Regions from separate parts of the Rattus norvegicus genome. Here region 1 is linked to region 2. The links are chromatin contacts, called in public Hi-C maps. All regions are on one chromosome and are shown on one strand. The core of a region is the stretch at or near the end of the contact, and the rest is flanking DNA. Distances in the headings are between cores, read along the strand shown.

What was found. Hi-C and Micro-C count contacts between places; a contact is called where the count stands out from the background.
Region 1: a contact with region 2 is called in a Hi-C map of frontal cortex, with 2.8 times the contacts expected there. The contact joins two enhancer-like sites. A contact is called at or near these places in 4 of 12 Hi-C or Micro-C datasets (frontal cortex, hepatocytes, mammary epithelial cells and 1 more).

The regions. Positions count from the first base shown.
Region 1 is chr4:60,852,541-60,855,240 of GRCr8, forward strand. No RefSeq gene overlaps it. Among named protein-coding and RNA genes, the nearest start is that of Trnad-auc, 99 kb to the left of the region's middle. Within about 2 kb of position 1,396, at least 35 of the 93 cell types and tissues checked have an H3K27ac peak or open chromatin away from gene starts, as enhancers often do.
Region 2 is chr4:60,778,010-60,780,709 of GRCr8, forward strand. No RefSeq gene overlaps it. Among named protein-coding and RNA genes, the nearest start is that of Trnad-auc, 25 kb to the left of the region's middle. Within about 2 kb of position 1,437, at least 85 of the 93 cell types and tissues checked have an H3K27ac peak or open chromatin away from gene starts, as enhancers often do.

The DNA of each region.
Region 1 (2,700 bases), core at 146-2,645, 74 kb after region 2:
TATCAAACTTGTTTTAATAAAAATATTATAAAGAACAAGGATGTCAAAAACCCTTCATTGCAGTCCTCTCCCTGGTACCATGAGACGGCAGAAAACAGAACTCATAGATTGCACCTGTTTCTTAAGAACGTCCTGAGTGGTGAAAGACAGAAACAAAACTTTCAGTCAGACAAAACCCACACGGCTTCGGTTTGGAAATACTCTTTCTGTTCCCGAAGCCACTCAGGGTCCTTCAGCGTCTTCTACAGGAAGCTGAAGCCCTGACACCAACTTCCATGGAGTTGCTGCTGTTAAGACTTCTGTAGGAACAGCATCCGTGGGTGGAAGGAACATGCCAGATCTCAGGGAACTATTAGATGCCTGTTGACTCAGGCGGCAGGACCAGCTGTGAATGGGAATGTATTTTTACGTAGCTACAGTGGAAAGAACAGGCCGGTTGATGTTATTGCCGAGGTGGGGACAGAACCTGCTGGGATATTTGTGGATGGTTTGGTTTATGGGGGATGGGAGATAGAGTTGTCTCGGGAGGTACAGCTGAAGATTCTAAACTCGAAATTAATGCTGGCCATAACGGCACATGCCTTTAATCCCAGCATTTGGGAAGTGGAGGGAGGAGAGCTAAGAGGCAAGGCCAGCCTGGCTATGAGAGAGAGAGAGAGAGAGAGAGAGAGAGAGAGAGAGAGAGAGAGAGAGAGAGAGAGAGAGAGAGAGAGAGAGATATTGATTACTTGGGCAGGTCACATAATTGAATGATATATCTACCAGGTAAAGTCCTTTCAAAATTAGACCCCAACAAAGATTTCTTTCATGTTTCTGCATCCCCCGCCCACCTTAGGAATGCCTTTAAAAAACACGAATCCTGCCAGCCAGCTGCCCCTGGAAAGAAGTCAAGTGGGATAACTTCCTGTTCAGGGGGAGGGAGCAGGGGGTGTCACCTCTGCTGCCCCTCCTCCCCTCTCAGCTCTTAGGCAGTGCAAAGATCTTCCTTCCTGCCTGCAGAGGAAGCCTGTGTGTTCTCTCAGACCTACCTTGGCATTCCTTGATGTCTTAGAGAAGCAGATGACCCCGGCTGAGCCAGACAGTCAGCAGTACAGCAGCTCTCAATGCTGCGTTTGGAAATTTCCATTCTTTGCTTGCAGCTCTGAAAAAAAAAATCTTAAGAGCCCAGTAGCTGGGAAATTTCCACAATGGAAAATTTTAACATATTCTTTAGCTCTAAACTATGCAGGTTTATAGACATTATTTTTTTTTCTTCCTGGTAATTTTCTCCCTTAACAACTATTTATGAACATGGTATCACTAGAGCTGTGGGAACAGGAGGGCAGGATGACCTAGGGGGTGGGCATAGCTTGCTTAGCCGGAGGCTGCACTGTATAACCATGTGACCACTCGGAGAACCTCATCCTGAGTCCCGCTGGGTGGGAACTCATCCAAAGTAGAGCTCATTTGCCCAGGAGCCCTGCGGGGAAATCTGTGTAGAACTTTCAAACGGAAAGTGCATGGAACCCGGAACCTGGGAACCTGACATGGTGAGTCATGTTGCCAGCAAAAGCAGCTTCAAGCAGAGGATCCCTTAGACCGCTGCTTCCTGAAGCTGAACTTAAGCTGTAGGCTCGGATGCGGTAGATTGAGGATGGGACCTAGACTGCATTGCCAACTGATTCTGATCATCCAGGTGATGCTGATGCTGCCCTTTCTGAGGACCACAGTGTGCGGCATAGCGAGACCTTCGTCAGCATGTAGCCAGTGCCCTGCTGGCTGAACACTGCCAGAGGGTGGCTGGAGGTGAGCTCAGGTTACAAAGTTGAGGTCTCAGAATGGAACTCAAAGTCCTCCGGAGAGACGTTCCATGGCAGTCTGGATAAAGAGGCCCTTTTAGAACGTAAGGGTGCACGGCATTGCCAGAAGGCTTAGCTTGGAGAATTCTAGAAATCAGGACCTTTCCAGAGAAACCCACATTTAGCTGGTGATGATTCCTAAGCTGAGCCTGCCTCCTGAATGGTTCTCCAGCACCGAGAAGTGTGGGTGAATGGCCAGTGAACCAGTCCCTAACACTGACTGTTAACCACCATCCTACCAAGAGAAGAGTCCCAAGAGGCAGCCACTGCCACTGGTGCTCACTACTATTGAAATTTGAAAGCAAGTTGGAGATTTCCTTCACAGCAATCTCACCCGAGGGACAGAGGAAAGGAGAGGGAGAGAGGCAGAGGGCAGAGGGACAGAGAAGAAGTAGGGGGGCGGGTAGCATTATTAGTCTAGGATACTACCACCTCGTAATCTGTAGTGTGTCCGCTCCATGCATTTTTTTTTAAAGCAACACTTGACCTAGTTTTCACTTTCTATTCAGTTGGGTTTAGGGTAGTTTTAGTCCATACACAGAGGACCATGTGGAAAGAAAGAAAGCCAAGGGAGATGACAGTCACGCAAATGTAGTAAATCACAAGACAGGCTTGATTACACGGAGTATTATATCTCTGCCCTGCTATGTTCGCACCCACATAATAGTTTAAAAATCTCTGTGACTTTCAGGGTTGCTTAGGGATTTGAACGTCTGCAGATTGGATGGGAACGTCTTCCCAGGATACTTCCACCCTCACACGGGGTATGATTCAGCACTTGAAAGGACATCCTGCTGGCTTTGTAGAGGGGAGCAGACTGGATTCCTTAGGGTGATGTTTGATGAGTCATTATTCACCTAAG
Region 2 (2,700 bases), core at 187-2,686:
GGTTATCAGCAAGCACATTTTCCAAACAAGTACCGGAACCCCCACATCTCGCCGTTCCCACCAAGATCACATAAACGAGAAACAGACCAAGGAGGAAAAAGGGACATCGGTAAAAAGCAAAGCTTCTATATTCCAGAGTGTGTGTGCTTCCTCCAAAATTTTCACGACAGAACTTTTCAGACACTGCACCCAATGAGGGCAACTTTGTCCACATCCAAACTGTGACCCACCATGTCGTCCTTATTTATTGAGCATTGGTGGGACACAGGTGCTCCCTCTGGACGCGTATGTTAAACGACAACAAACATGAAGATATTCTGAGGAATCCATCCACCTGTTAACTTCAAATTGCTAGGAGCGCCCCCCCCTGCCCCCTTCCTCCACAGAAAACTTCTAGAACAGGTAGCCTGAAGGCATTATACCAAATGGTTCTCCCGTCCAAACAAAAGCCGGAACAACAGAAATCCACGTACAGAAACTCAGGCCCTCAGGCTAACGTTCACTGTTCCTAGGCTGTTCACTAAGGTGAAAGGTCCCTCAAGCAGTCCCAAGTAATGATTTCAAATATAAACTCTGGGACCTGCTCCCATGAGCACCAGTCAGGGAGTCCTCAAACATCTCCTCTGCCAGAACCTCCAGTGCTTCCATTCCTCCAAATGTAAAAACTGTTACTCCTCCAGGTTGTCGCCATGTTTGCGCAGTCATCCTGTCTGGCACCTAAAGGCCCCATTTAGTGATAGATCAACACGTTAACCATTGTGGCTATTTTTCACTCTTCGATGCGTAAGTACAGATGACTCAACAACTATCTAGCCTGTCAAGCTGGCTACCTATCAGTTTTTATTCCAACTGCGTCACAATCACTGGAGAAGAAGGAGGTGAAGAAAATGGCCCTCAGTCCAGACTCTTATTTGGATTTCAGTTCCCTAACTATGAGAGTGGGTATCGGGGTTAACTCTAAAGCTCTCGGGTTGATTACACGGTACAGCCTGGATGAAGAGCCAGATGGGTACTTCTGTGTTCAGGGATATAACACACCTGCGAGGTCCGCTGGATCCCTCTGTTGAGTCTCCGGCCCGGAGGAGGAGGGGTGGAGGGGACAGCCGACTGGCAGGGATGCTGTGACGACGATCCCAAATACTGCTCCTGGGGTGCAACTGCGACCAGCCCCACAAGACTGTACCTCTCGGTAGTTTTCGGACAAGACTGTTCAGGGTCTGCGACCCTCCCCCGCGTCCTGTTCGCCGGCGCCCAGCCCCTCTCGCGGCCGCGGCACGTGACTCGACACGCGCCAGCTGCACGCGGGCTCCATCAAAACAAAAACAGAGGAGGCGGGACGGGCGGGGGCGCGCGCGCGCTCTCGCCACCGCAGCCCGTCCGCCACGATCGCGCGCCTCCGCTCGGCCGGGGGCGGGAGGGCAGAGGGCACCACCCTGTTTACCCGGCCCTGAGCCGGAAACGGTCTCCGGGGAGCGGGCGCGTGAGTGCGCACCCACCCACCCGCGGCGCGGCCCTGCGTGGGCAGTGAGCAGGGGCCACGGCGGCTGCGTGTCACCCCCGTCACGACTCTTGCTACGCACTTCGCCCCCAGCCTTCAGCTCGCGAGCTGCTGCGGACCCCTCACGTGGCCGCCTCCTCCCTGACACGCCGTTCCGAGCGAGCCGTGGCTGCGGACCTAAGCGCTCCGAAGTCTTGTCCCCACCCCGCCTCGGACGTCACCCGCCTCGGACCACCCAACCCACACCTTCCGCCCCGGGCGCGCGCGGGAGGGGGTAGATGGCTCCAAGCTGTCAGAAGCCTACAGTGTGCCACATGACGAAGCTCGCCCTCGTCCTCGCCACTCACGCAGCAGCTTCGCTGCGAGCTGAAACAGACATATTTGGGGGGGGGCTGTCTTGATATTTCTCCACTGGTTTTAAAAGCACCCCCCTCCCCATACATAAGCGTTAGACTCGGTTCTGCCTACGCACTCTTTGCCTCCCCCACGGTCTCCTACCAAATCCAAGCGACTTACCAAATCCAAATGCCCACCCTACACACCTGCTAGGTGACCTGCCTTCTGGAACCCCGAAGCCCCACCCACCTCGCCTGTGGGTGCAACCTGTGTTGGGGGGGTGAGGCAACACGATCAGGTAGTGACAGAAAGAGGGGAGACAAGCACCCCTTTTTACCCACCCCCACCCTCACCCCTCATCTGGAACAAGAGGACTCATCCTTCTTCCCTCCGCCAAAATAATAGCTTAAGTCAAAGCTCCGGCTTCCCAGGGGCTGCCTCTCCCCCCCGCACCCCCCAAGAACCAAAACGTCGCGTCCCTCCCAACCGCTCGCCCCCAGCCCTTACTTCTCGTTGACGGCAGAGGTGGGGGGGCGTGGGAGCCATGCATGAGTTGCCTCTAGGTTCGGGATGTTGGTCTCCTCTGAGTGAAGAGGTGGGATCTCGAAATGGAAACAGTCCTCCCTCCCCCCCCACCCCCCCGCCGGTCCCTCCCCTCCTCCTCCTCCTCTTCGTCTGTTTACCTCAAGTTTGAATTTTATCTGCGCAACATTAGCTGGAATGCGGACATTGAAAAAAAAAAAAAAAAAAACACTCGCTCTCAACCCGGCAGCAGCTCCGGAGGAGCCATGTGGCATCAAGCCACCGCAAAGGGGAAAAAAAGTGCTCTTAGCAACACAAACATGGCGAAATAGCTCCGACATGCC